Regions from separate parts of the Ovis aries genome. Here region 2 is linked to region 1. Evidence: chromatin contacts called from public Hi-C data. All regions are on one chromosome and are shown on one strand. The core of a region is the stretch at or near the end of the contact, and the rest is flanking DNA. Distances in the headings are between cores, read along the strand shown.

The links. A called contact is a pair of places that touch in the nucleus more often than the background predicts.
Region 2: a contact with region 1 is called in a Hi-C map of tail adipose tissue, with 5 times the contacts expected there. The contact joins two enhancer-like sites. A contact is called at or near these places in 6 of 16 Hi-C or Micro-C datasets (blood, hypothalamus and tail adipose tissue).

What each region holds. Positions count from the first base shown.
Region 1 is chr24:25,447,202-25,454,164 of ARS-UI_Ramb_v3.0, forward strand. LOC105604721 (a long non-coding RNA gene) reads right to left here. Exons shown (of 8, transcript XR_006057868.2): 4 at 6,887-6,962; 5 at 4,591-4,666; 6 at 3,636-3,695; 7 at 1,592-2,289; 8 at 1-120. Among named protein-coding and RNA genes, the nearest start is that of IL21R, 36 kb to the right of the region's middle. Within about 2 kb of position 4,415, at least 13 of the 54 cell types and tissues checked have an H3K27ac peak or open chromatin away from gene starts, as enhancers often do.
Region 2 is chr24:25,519,190-25,526,152 of ARS-UI_Ramb_v3.0, forward strand. IL21R (interleukin 21 receptor) reads left to right here. Exons shown (of 9, transcript NM_001252180.1): 9 at 1,883-2,611. The coding sequence ends at 2,605. Among named protein-coding and RNA genes, the nearest start is that of IL21R, 36 kb to the left of the region's middle. Within about 2 kb of position 3,307, at least 2 of the 54 cell types and tissues checked have an H3K27ac peak or open chromatin away from gene starts, as enhancers often do.

The DNA.
Region 1 (6,963 bases), core at 3,165-5,664:
CAAGCTGTTTTATGTCTGTTTCATCAGTTCAGGCGCTCAGTTGTGTCCAACTCTTTGAGACCCCCACGGACTGCAGCACGCCAGGCCTCCCTGTCCATCACCAACTCCCGGAGTTTATGTCTGTTCGAAAGTTATTAATCAGGTAAGAGAAACACACAAGGCTGAGTTTCACCAGGCCCCTCTCCCACAATATGCAGTTTTAAGATAGGATGGCACGAGGTATGACATCCCCCAGCCATAAAGCAGTGTATATGAATACTGGTTTGTTGAGCTATTATCAGCCAAAAGTTGGTGTTAGGTGGAACCATTTTGAAGAACGGAGAAGGCAATGGCAACCCACTCCAGTACTCTTGCCTGGAAAATCCCATGGATGGAGGAGCCTGGTAGGCTGCAGTCCATGGGGTCGCTAAGAGTCGGGCACGACAGAGCAACTTCACTTTCACTTTTCACTTTCATGCATTGGAGAAGGAAATGGCAACCCACTCCAGTATTCCAAAGCAAACACGTAGTTTCATTAACATAGCTTAAGGAAAACATTTCCATAAGAAAAACGCATTGGTTAGCTCAAGGTTTAGAGAAAAGTTAAGATCGGGTGGAACCAGGTGTCGTCATAGCAACACAGAATTTTAAGAGACATTCGCAGCCTATTTCCTCCGTTTTGAGACCTCTGGCCTTCCTGCCTGTTAGCTCTCTCAGCTGCCCACTTCCCCCATCCCAGGGAGCCCCGAGCCCCGAGGGAATTCAGGATGGCGAAAAACAGGATATTGACCCCTAGATAGTTAAGATGTATATCAAAGGAGTAATTTCAGTAAGCCCAGACTCTTGCTTCTTCCCATATAGAGAAAAACACTAAAATCATTAGTCTGAGATTCTGTTTTTGTAATTAGAAGTAATCTTTTGATGTTCCACTGCACTCCCCCCCCCCCCCCCGCCCCGCCCCTTACTAAAACCTCCTCTGTATTCTGGCTCCTCCCTTACCTCTTTGGAACAGAGCCTCAGAGCTATCTAAGAGGCTGTGTCTCTGGCTACTTAGTTCTCGGTAATGTCCCCAAATAAAACATAATTCTCCACTTTCAGGTTTTCAGGATGAAGAAAAACAGGATATTGGCCCTAAATAGTTAAGATGTACATCAAAGGAGTAATTTCAGTAAGCCCAGACTCTTGCTTCTTCCCATACATAAACACTAAAATCATTAGTTTGAAATGTCTGTTTTTGTAATTAGAAGTAATCTTTTGATGTTCGACTACGTTTTTTTTTTCCCCTCAGCAAAAACGCCTGTATATACTTGGCTCCTCCCTTACCTTTTTGGAACAGGGCCTCAGAGCTATCTGAGAGGCTACACAGAGCTATCTGCGGTTACATAGTTCTCGGTAATGTCCCCAAATGAAAATTAATTCTCAGCTTTTAGGTTGTGCCTTTTTTTTTTTTCCCAGTAGACACTCCAAACCTCCATGGGAAGCCCCCAATAACCCCCGCTGCTTTGGGCTGATCCTGACACAGAAGACCATCCCTGCCCTCCACCCTCATGCTCTAGCTTCTGTCTACTCTTTCAGAGGTAGGAGACAGATGGACTTCAAGCCAGACACTTACAACTAGCCTTCTGTTTGCATTTCTTGAAGCCAGGAATAGATGGGCTCTGGGTTAGACATTTACAGCCAGCCTCCTGGTTACACTTCAGATAGAAATAACAGCAGGAACAGGGTAAATAGCTGCTTTGCCTCCTGGGAACACTTGAAGATAACAGTAACAGCAGGGGCAGAGAGGAATCAAGCCCTGCATGGGTAAAAAGATCAAGAAGTCACAAACTCCTCATCCTTGGGGTCAGGGAGACCTCAGCTGCACAAGCACAAAATGGTACCTGCCATTCTGCATTATGCTTAGTCACCCAGTCCTGTCCAACTCTTTGCGACCCCATGGACTGTAGCCCACCAGACTCCTCTGTCCGTGGGGATTCTCCAGGCAAGAATACTGGAGTGGCTTGTTCCAGTTCCACTCTGAAAGTCCCCGAAGCATGACTTTCTCTAAGCTCGTATGTTGGCGTGTTACTCTGCTTTTCTAATAAACGCGTGACTTTGCTCTCTATTTTCTGTCTCCTTGTCAAAATTTTTTTTCAAGGCAGATAAGAGCTAGATAGACCCTGGTGGTCTAGCGGTTAGGATTCAGCACTCTCACCACCGCAACCCGCATTCGATATCGGTCTCGCTTCCAGCTGTTGCTCACTGCTGTCTCTCCAAATTTACTTTGTGGTCAGGACTTCCTCACACCAGGCGCTGTGATTCACTCCTTCGCTGAAATATCAATTGAATAATTACTCCTGAAGAGCGGTTGTTAAAACAGAAACAAATTTCTCCAATTATGATCGTGGATCAAAGTTTTTACTTTATGTTTTTTAGAGAGAGAATCAGAAAAGAGAGGACATTGCTTCAAGGAACAATCTTAGAGTGTTACCAACTCAAGTTAATGCGTCCAATGCACAGCGAAACCAATCAAACCAAAACTCTGGAGTTTGGAGCAGAGAAATGTATATTGCTGGGCCGTGCAAGGAGAGCGGGTGGCTCATGCTCGAAAATCCTGAACTCGCCAAACTCCCAAGGAGTTCAGCAAAGCATTTTTAAAGGGCAGGTGAGGGAGTGGAGAGTCACAGGGTGTGTGATCAGCTCAGGCACTGTTCTCTGATTGGTTGCTGGTGAGGTATCAGTTTTTAGGCGCTCGTAAGTCTGGGGCTCATCTGTATCAAGCAGTTAATTTCTTCCATTTGGTAGTGGTTTTAGCATCCATAAATCAGCTGAGGAAGTGTTATCTAGGGAGTTCAGAGAGGAGCTACAGCAGAGGATATGGGGGAGGGATCTGTCCCCAGATGGCCCCATAGAGTCCTACTCCGTGTTACATCAGGAAGGGATTTATAGCAAGACAAGTAATTGTCCAGAATAAGGCTATCCAACAGAAATTTTTGCTATGATGGAAAACTTTCACTTTGTCCAATACCGTAGCACTAGCCACCTATGGCTGTTATACACTTGACATATGGTTAGTGTGGATGAGGAACTGATTTTTTGAATTTTATTGAATTAATATTTAAATAGTCACAGGTGGCTAGTGATTACAGTAGGGACAGTGTGGGGCTAGATTATTAAAGCCCAAGGTACAACTTTATCAATTGCCTCAGCGTGGAGGAGAAAGGGTATTGGTCCGGAGAGACGAAAGGAGAGCTATGGGTCAGACTGCCTCAAATGTTAGCCCCAGAGCTATGGAGGGGCAGGGTCTAACGGATCTGGTGGGACCAGTGCGAGACTGCCCTGGCCAAGTAAGAAGTTGGCAGCTGGTGTGGGCAGAGCAAGATGCTAGCAGCGTGAGTTTCCCACCATTCCCCTCAAATGTGGACCAGAGGTGTGGAGAGCAAGAGAGAGGTCCCACAATAGCAGCACCAAAGAGGGCTTGGTGCACCCCTTAGGAAGTTCTCAAAACCTGGAGAGACCTCCAGAGACACTGAATTCAGGGTCTCTCCAACCCAACTCCGCATACCCCCAGCCTCGATTTTGCAAAGATTTTTCCAGGGGGGTGGGGATGGCAAGGTGGGGACTGTTTACACTTTAGTTTTTTTATTAAAAAAAAAAAACCCAAACCCCCTACTTACCACTTTTTTTTTCTGATTACTAAATTGGCACGTGCTGGCCTTCTCTGATTCAGAGAAAACCTAAAGGTATAAATAGGAAAGTGAAAACCACCGGAAATCCCATCCCCCTCCCAGGCACCTGGCATCACGTGGGCAGTCCCCAAATGTTATGTTTGTTTTTAAAGGTGTATCTCTGTTAACATCCTGTTGAATAATCTTTCTGACATTACTTTCCCACGAAAGTTATTCATTAAACACGCACACACCCACACAAACAGCTAGAAGTTTCTGAGTCCCCGCTGCAAGAGAGGCATCTGATCTTACTGGATCCTCACAGCAGCCGGAGGCCTCTGTGGGAGACATTTCCATGATGTACCCCGACTGCTAACCACTCTTGTTTGCCGTTTGTCTAGATTCTTTTACCCCTTTTATAGGTGAGAACACTGAGACTCAGAGAAGCAAGGGCTCTGCACTCATCCTGCCTCAGTTTGGAACCGACCTTTGCCAATTCGGAGCTGTGTGACTGTGGACACAGTATTGACCCCTCTGGGCCTGTTTCCTCCCCAGCAAAGATGGATAAGAGAAGTCCCCTGGCAGCCCACAGTGGTGGAGTGAGGAGTGGATGTCTTGATGGGTGAAAGCCAGGCGATGCCCAGCTGTTCTTGTGATTCACTTGCCTAAGCTCCCTGACAGCAGTAGAACAACGCCAGATCTTCCTTAAAATCCCACCCTTTTCCAGCTTTATTAAGGAGCCGAGGACACGAGACCGGGCAGAGCAGATGGGCTGGAGACCAGCTCCTTGGTTCTTGCTGCCCCCTAGTGGCCCACTCTTGCCCTGCGCCTGCATCAGTGCCCAGGGAGGAGCCACACCCAGAAAACTAGACCTGGGGTATCTCCACCCTCCTGACCTCACCTCTGTTTCATCCCTGCCTTTCTCCTCCATCTCCTCCAGCACCTGGTAAAGGGCTTGACTTACGTTCGGAGCTCAGGGTGCTCCAAGGATCAGCGGTGTGGCTCAGAGCCAGTCGTGCCATCCATGCTTCCTTCCTCCTCTGTAAAATGGGAATAATATTAGAACTGACCTCATGGATGTTAGAGTTAAATGTGTTAATACACATAGGGCTGAAAGAGGTGCCTGCACACAGTTAATGCTTTCTGAATGTTTCCTAGCATTATTGTTATTATACTGAATGGGTCTGTGGGTGTCATGGAGAGAAAGTGAAAGTTGTTCAGTCGTGTCCGACTCTTTGTGACCCCGTGGACTATACAGTCCATGGAATTCTCCAGGCCAGAATACTAGAGTGGGTTGCTGCTAAGTCACTTCAGTCGTGTCCGACTCTGTGCGACCCCATGGACCGCAGCCCACCAGGCTACCCTGTCCCTGGGATTCTCCAGGCAAGAACATTGGAGTGGGTTGCCATTTCCTTCTCCAATGCATCAAAGTGAAAAGTGAAAGTGAAGTCGCTCAGTCGTGTCCGACCTCAGTGACCCCATGGACTGCAGCCTTCCAGGCTCCTCCATCCATGGGATTTTCCAGGCAAGAGTACTGGAGTGGGGTGCCATTGCCTTCTCCAACTAGAGTGGGTAGCCATTCCCTTCTCCAGGGAATCTCTAAGTCTTCTGTATTGCAAGCAGATTCTCTACCAGCTGAGCCACAAGGGAAGCCCAGGGGAGGGCATGAAACATAATTAAAGGAAATAACCACATTCTAAATTTAATGGACTAACTGGACCAATAGAAATCCGAGACAAAAATCGTCCTGAAGGAATGACCCCACCGACTGTATTTGTATGTGTCCGAATCACTTCTACAAGCCATCCGCATGCAGAGGCAGAGTTCGTACATTTGCACAGGTTGATATCATGCATTTCTCATCATATATTCACATTTATTATATGACAGGTCTTTCCAGAGAAGGAGAGCAAAACAAGAGAGACCAAGATGCAGAGAGAGAGAGAGAAACACAAAACGAACTTCTAGGTTGAACTTGACTCCAACCACAAAATGACTTCTGACTCATGCTGTAGACTGATTCCTCACCCAGCCGTGGACCTATTCGTGATCCTGGCTGCACGTTGGACCCAGCCACGTGCTGATCCCCAGCCCTGGCCACGGAATTATCTTTGACCCCAGCCCAGAGACCAATCTCTGACTCTAGCCACCCAGACCCCTTACTCCTATACACTGACACCCCACCCTATCTGGAAATTTGGATTTTCTGATTTCAGCTGGTAAATTCAGCTTGAGTTGGTCAACATATCTGGTCTGTCTCTCCTTCCTCTCTGCCTTGGAAGTGAGGAGAAAGCTCATAGTTCTCCTTTTTAATCAAAGAGGACACAGTTAAGAAAGGCCCCTTTGCCACCTTCTGTTCTGCTTTGGATGTGATGTCTGGTGGTTTGGCAGCCATCTTGTGATCATGAGGGGACAAGCTTGGAGAAGAAAGATAGTGTTCTGAATGTGGCAGAGTGAGAGGGAAGAAAAAAAAGGGCCTGGATCTTTGATGATATCACCAAGTGATCAAATCGACCTCTGTATTCTGAAACAAACCATAAACATGCTTTTGTTTAAACCATGTAGTTTTTCTTTTGTAATCACAAAGCAGCTTTAAAGACTGTAGTCAGTAGAGTAACGAACCCCTAAAAACGATCACATCCTAATCTCTGGAAACTGTGGACATGTTACACTGCAAAGGAGAATCAGAGTCGCAGATGGAATGAGATTGCTAATTAACTGACCTTGAGATGGGAAATTATCCTGATTATGTGGATGGGCTGATAGAATCAGAGTTTATAAGTCAAAGAGGGATGTAGGAGAGTTACAGTCAGAGAGAGATTTGGAAATGCTACCCTACTGGCTCTGCAGGTGGAAGTAGGAGCTGGGAGCTAAGTAATTTTAGCTAGCGGTTAAATTTTAGCTAGCCGGGAGCTAGCGGTTTTCTAGGCAGGAAACCGCAAGAGGTTAGAAAAGTCTAGGAGCAGACTCTCCTTTTGTGTCTCCAGAAGGCACACAGCCCTGCTGACATCTTGGTTTTCAGCTCAGTGAGACCAATTTCAGACCTCTGACCTCCAGCACTAGAAGGTAACACATTTTTGTATTTCAGGCCACTGCTTACTGCAGCAGTAGGAAACGAATCCACAGATACTTCTCCTGCATCTGGACACATCCCAGCCTTCTTTTCCTCAAGCCCTTCCTCCATCACCATCCCCTCCCTCATTTTTGCCACCCAATCCCCACTTCCAGAAGGTTCTGCTGTATCTCTGCCTGCTCCTTACCTCCATCAGCATCCATTATTTCTTGCTGAAGTGGACATGGTGCAGGGCTGAACCTCAAGGACAGGACACCAGGGTCC
Region 2 (6,963 bases), core at 2,057-4,556, 71 kb after region 1:
TTCGTAGAAACCCTTGCTCTGGAGGTGGCGAGGGAGCAGCTTCTGGGAAGGGAAATGGCCCCACCTGCAAAATACATGGGGCCCCCACCCCCTCTGCCAGCACCCATGGGTTCTCTGTGCCCATTTACTGCCACCCACCCCCCCGAGGCGGCAGCCACCACCGAGAGGATGTGGTGATGGCGGGCGGGGCGGACAAACTGCTCCAGCCGAGCCTGAAAGTCAGGAGGCGCGACCTGCCGGCTGCCTGGCCATCATGGAGCGCCGTCTCGCCTCCGCCCTTTCACCTGTGTAACAGCCCCTGTGAGTGGGTGGCTGGGTGTTCCATTGTTCCAGGGGAGACACGAGGAGACCAGAGGCTGAGGCTCAGAGACAGGCAGGGGCAAGGCCTAGGTTCCATCACGTCCAACCAGCCTTTCCTCTTTCGTCTGCACTTTCCCTGAAGCTCAGCTCTTACGTCTATTCTGTTTGTTTACCAAGACTCATATAGCCCTCGCTGGTGCACTAGCTCTGCTAGGAGCTCCACAGATGTTATTCAGTGTATCATTTAATCCCCACAAGCACTCTGTGGAGTGGGGACTGTTAGTGGGCCCGTTTTGCAGATGAGGAAGCTGAAGCAGAGAGGGCAAGTAACTGGCTCAAGGCCACACAGCTGAGAAGTGACTTCAGATCAGGGGTGATGGGCCTCAGCAGGGTTCTGAGATGAGCTTTCTGACCAAGAAGCTCAAAACTGGGAGATTTTGGTTCTCAGGGATGTTCTCTGCTGACTGGTTGGAAACCCCGTGTCATGAAGGGAACCCTTGGCAGGCAAGGGCAGGGAGACCCTTAAAGCTTAAGGATGGCTGCCCTGCAGTTCATCTTTGCCCTGCAGCCCTTATCAGGAGATGCAGTTTTGATCTCTGGGTCAGGGAGATCCCCTGGAGTAGGAAATGGCAACCCATTCCAGGATTCTGGCCTGGGAAATCCCATGGACAGAGGAGCCTGGTGGGCTACAGTCTGTGGGGTTGCAAAGAATCGGGCACGACTGAGCAACTGAACCACCGCCACCACCTTATCCTTTACGAGTGGCTGGTCCTTGATTCATTCCGCTCATTCATTTACTTAATATACATTTTTGGGGCGCCTACTGTCTGCCAGGCACTGTGTGAGCCTCTGGGGGACACAGCTGTGACCCGAGAAGCTAGGAGCTTTTGCCTGGCCACATGTCCACCCTAGTAAGGACATAAACAGGAGAAGCAAGGTTTCGAGAAATCTCCCCAAGGAAGATAAAACAGGAGGCCTGGTGGGGGCCCTGCCACTCAGTCCTCAGGCCCTCCTGCCCTTTGGTCCCCACTACTCGGGAGTCTTGACCCCACACCCACACAGACCCCAGGCCGCCGAGCAGCGGATCATCTGTGCCTGCAGGCTGCCGAGAGCCATGGCTCCTTGCTACAGGTGGGGAAACTGAGGCCCAGGGATGCAGGGACAGTGGAGGGGACCATCTCTGGACAGGGCCACAGCCGAGTACTCATCTCCCCACCCCCATCTCTCTATATTCTGAAGTCGTCCTTTCTGTCTCTCTTACTGTCTGTCTTGTCTCTGTGTCTGTTTATGCATAGACAGCTCACCCCCTAACCCGTGTCCGTGGGCCTCCCAGATGGCCCTAGTGATAAAGAATCTACCTGCCAATGCGGAGGACGCAAGAGTTGCAGTTTCAATCCCTGGGTCGGAAAGACCCCTGGAGGAGGAAACGGCAACGCACTCCAGTATTCTTGCCTGGAGATCCCATGGACAGAGGAGCCTGGTGGGCTACGGTCCGTGTGGTAGCAGAGTTGGACACGATTCAGTGACCGAGCACCTTGTCCCTGCTCCCATCCATGACTCTCCCTCCTTGTCTCTCTTGCAGAAATGGGTGGGCACACCCTTCACTGCCTCCAGCCTGGAGCTGAGACCCTGGAGCCCCGGGGTACACTTGGCCCTGGAGATGTGCAGCCCGTGCCCACCGCAGGGTACAGCCAAGGGTCTGGTGCCCACGGAGCTGCCGGAACCCACAGAACTGGTGGAAGCTGACGGGGTGCCTGAGCCGGGCTCCTGGGGCCCAGTGCCCTCCACTGCAGGCAGCTTGGGCAGCTCGGTTTACAGCCAGGAGAAGGACCGGCTATATGGCCTGGTGTCCATCGACACGGTGACCGTGGTGGATGCAGAGGGGCTGTGTGACTGGCCCTGCACCTGTGGGGATGATGGCTACCCTGCCCTGAACCTGGACACTGGCCTGGAGCCTGGCCCAGGCACAGAGGATCCGCTCCTGAGCACGGAGGCCACAATCCTGTCTTGTGGCTGCGTCTCGGCCGGTGGCCCCGTGAGGCCGGGCAGCCTCCTTGACCGGCTAAGGCTGTCCCATGAGGATGAGGCAGATTGGACACCCGGGCCGTCGGACAGTGAGGCAGGCTCACCTCCGGTCGGCCTGGACATGAACACGTTTGACAGCGGCTTTGCGGACTCTGATTGTGGCAGCCCTGTGGAGAGTGACTTCAGCAGCCCCAGGGACGAGGAACCCCCCAGGAGCTACCTCCGACAGTGGGTGGTCACGGCCCCTTCACCTACGCCACCGGGATCCCAGGCCAGCTAGTGATGCTCCTGAGCCACAAGCCGCGGACAGGGTCCCCCGGGGGCTATGGAGTGAAGGGGCCTGCAGCTCTGGTCTCCCCGACGGGACGCCTGAGCCTGGTGCTCACACTGTGCATCTGGGGTTCAGGGGCCACTGGCGTGGCTGTGTGCACGCGTGTGTGTGGCCCATGTGCCTGGGTGGACATGGAGCACCCCCGTGGTGATGCCATGTATGTGTCTGTGCCGATGTGAGTTCCCCGTATGCATGAATGTGAGCGGCACATGCCTCTGTGCACGCGAGGACAGCCTCCCTCCTTCCCAGGCACGTGAGGGTGGCCCTCAGGACATGTGCCAAGAGGCCAGTCATGCGCTGGGACCAGGGCCCTCCCTGCCTGGGACAGGCCACAAGCCCAGCACCCAGCACCCCCCACCCCAGGTCCTGCCTCTGGGAGCTGCACAAGGTCCACACTCTTCCTCATCACCTCGCAGGGGGCGGGAAAGGGGACCAAGTAAGCCCATCACGACCCTGGGGGTGGGAAGACTGGGAGGGTGGGCGATGAATGTAGCTCTGAATCCTGACTCTGACACCTCCTGGCTGCGCCATCTTCGGCGAGTCGCTTCCCCTCTCTGGGCTGGAGTTTCCTGTCTGGACCATGTGGGTGGCCTGACCTACCCTGTGGAGAAATCAGAGAGGTCGCCCACATACGGTGTGCAGCCCAGAGCCTCAATAAACATCAGCTTCCTTCCTTCTGCGGCCAGGACCACGGTCTGTGCTGGAGGTTGGGTGGGGCTGAGAAACCAGACAAGACGCAGGTACCTGCGGGCTGTCCCGCCCTGCAGAGGGGCACCTGGGGGATTTTGGGCTGAAAACCAGCTTTGTATCTTAGAATCAGCCCCTCAGCAACCAAGATTTTGTTTTTGGGTGCCTGCTGCGCGTTTGTTGTTCCCATTATGCGCCCAAGAGATATTTATTGAGTACACACAGGTGCTGGGATGCTGGGAGAGGACCCTCCTCGGGGCACTCACGGTGGGGGAGGGACACTGGTCTAGGTAGTAAGGACATGGTGGTCCTGGTCCCTGGCATCTTAACTGTTCATCCTGGGGAATTAGAGGGAGTCAAGTTCTTGACAGTTTGTCAGAGAGCCTGCTGAAATGTGAAATTAAGATGCTAAGAAAATACTTCTTTGTGACATTTTGAAGGCAACTTACTGAACGTCAGCTTTTCACAGGAGCTGGAAATCGGTGCTGCATGTTGCAAACAATTCTTACTTTAAAAAAGGAAAAAAGATCCCAGGAAAATCAGAATGGACATCTCCGTAGTGGGGCATAACGTGCAGAAGTATTCCCATCCCCTTCTCTAGAGCCCGATAGAAATAAAAATCAGAAAGGAAAAGAGATCATTTTTCTCCTAAGGGTGCTCACCTTTAAAGGCAGGGTTTTCGAGGCCACTGAACAGGGTTAAAATAGCGGAGTCTGTTTCAGCCACCAGCTCTCGGAGCCCTGAGGGACTCTCTGCCCTGGCCTGGCCCTGCCTGGCCTGTGGTTCTTCCCAAACGTCAGGCTGCAGGGCATCACCTGAAGCTCTGGGCTGTCTCTGCTTTTGGATGAGGCTGACCTGTCAGTCCTGCCGATGGCTCCTCTGACTTCTAAGTTGCTGAGAGAACACCAGATGCCTTGGTTCTGAAAATTCTAGAACACTGATGGTCTTAACAGTGGGACTGGGATCAGGATGTGCGGGGTGCAGATGGGAGCACAGGTGTGAAACCACAGCTCCTGCAGGTGTGAGCAGCCCTCCCCACCCCCCCGCCGTCACCCCGGAGACGCTTGGGCCAAGGTGTGCTGTGGTTTTCACACCTTCAGGGAGACCACGGGCTCCAGGCGCTCATGAGCCCCTGGCTCTCCGGGGAAGCAGCTCAGCTCTCCAGCACCCAGAGCTCCGGGCCCAGGTGTAGGGAGAGGGGACACCTGCGACCCCCGCTGATGGCAGGCCAGGGTGGGGGAGGGGCATGGGTCTCTGGCCTGGGCCAGACAGGACTCCTCACCGACACTGGGTCTTTGAAGGGGACCCAGCTCATAAAAGTGCAGAAGGGAGACAGGAGCTGGCCCACCTGGGGGGCTGGAGTACCAGGAGGGGGGTGGGTGGATGACCGATGGACGAGTGGGTGCGTTAGTGGGTGGACGGAAGAAGGATGGTCTAGGCCGGAAGGAAGAACAGTTGGATGGATGGATGGAGATAAACAGTTGCTAGAGACAAGGATGAAGTGCCAAACACAAGCTCCAGGAAGGTAGCAACTTCACCTCTTGTGTTCGCTGCTTCACTCCCGATCAGGCACATAGGGAGCCCTCCTCAGTAAAGCCTGATTTGCAGCGTTTGCTTATTTCCACGGTGTAAACATTTCACCACGGTCAATTTCAAGCCAGCAACTTGACGGCTTCAAACACGGGATTGGAAGAGATGTTTATAATCGATACTCCTGGCTGGTAGGAGGCAACCCCAGCACTTGGATGGGAGATCAGAGCAGGCAGTAGGAAGGCCCTGGGGGTCTTCAGGGAGGAGGTGGCATTTGTTGGGCTCTGGAAAATGAATAGGAGCTGTAAGGGACACCAGCTACTCAGGCAGAGGGAAGAGCTTGAGCAAAGGCCTGGAGGTGTGGCTGAGCCCTAAACATGGGGTGGGGTGGGGGGCTCGGAGGTCCCCGTCACCCAGCGTCCAGGCCACACAGTTACTAACAACCCTGTCTTTGGAGGCAGGAGGGTGCCACCCACTGCTCCTGGCCCAGCCCTTTTCCATCTGCAGGCTCCCAGGGGCGGGATATCCATTCAACAAATGAAGTGAAGGTGCAGAAGGGACCAGTGACTTGTCTGCGGTCACACCCTGAATTAAAGGTCAGAGTCAGAACTTGAACTCTGGGCTCCTGACCTCAAGTCCAAACTCTCTTCATCTTGCTCTGCTGGAGGGCACCTGGGTCAGGAGGGAAGAAACAGCCATGGGTGCCCGAGATTGTGTCAGCACCACTGGGGGGCTGACCCCAGCTCTGGGAATGGCTACGTGACCCGGCCCCCCCGACCCCTAGAGAACATCTGAGCTCATCTGAGACGAGGCCAACACACTGGAAAGCAGGGCTGGGAAGCGGACTCATATTCCTGATAATACCTCTTAAGCTCTTGGATCCAGCCATGCCTGAAACTACACTCCCCTTGGGCTTTTGCGGTACATCTCTGGGGGCAAAAGACGTGAGCATCCTCTTTTTAAAAACTGATGGCCCCAGAAAATAAATTTTAGATTCTGCAATTTGAGGGGGGTTGTCTCTCAGCATCATGCTAGCCACCCACCCAAGGCAAACCCCATCTCTGGAAAGGGGACTAAGTGGAGAGGGCTTTGAGCCTGGACGGCCTGAGTTGGGAAACTAGGAGACCCAATTACTAGCTTTCAACCTGCAGAAACCATTTCACTTCCTTATGTCTGTTTTTTCATACATGGAATGGGTATATTGATCAGGACCAGGAATCAATACGTGTGAAGTATGGATAGCGGTGTCCGGCACATTGGAAGTGCTTAGAAAATGTTGTTACTTTACCATTTTTGTGGACAAATTAGCCCCACCCTGACCCCCGCTCCCATATACTTTGGTTGGCCTCAACCTTAAATTTGGCTGGACAATGAGCTGCATGTACGTGCATGTACGTTCAGTTCTGTCCCTGGCATTTTCCAGGCAAGAATACCAGAGTGGGTTGCCATTTCCTTCTCGAGGGGATCTTCTTGATCCAGGGACTGAACCTCTCTTGGGTTCTTGGGTCTCTTGGGTCTCCTACATTGGCAGCCGGATTCTGGGCCACCTGGGAAGCCCAAACCACAAGCTATTAATACAGACATCTGGAGACCAGACCAGCCCTCAGCAAACGGAGATGTTGGGTGGCTGCTGCCACCTGCTGGTGAGCACTGGAACTTGGCTGAGGAGCCAGCTGAAGGCGGTGTGCTCCCTGCGCTGAGGTCCAGGGGCTGCACTCGCATCTGCCTGGCACCGTCAGCTGGCTACACAATTGTCCCAGCAACTCGGTGTGGTGGGAACGTTCACAAGGTGAACCGGTAGGTTCTTTTGGTCACAATGCTGTTAGTTTTAGATGCACAGCAAAATGATTTTTCTCTTTTTTTTTGCAGATTATATTTCATATAGCTTATTACAAGACACTGGGTATAATTCCCTGTGCTACAAGGTAATTCTTGGTTCCCTGTTTTATGTATAGGGCTTCCCTGGTGGCTGAGAGGATAAAGCATCTGCCTGCAATGCAGGAGACCTGGGTTCAATCCCTGGGTTGGGAAGATCCCCTGGAGAAGGAAATGGCAACCCACTCCAGTATTCTTGCCTGGAGAATCCCATG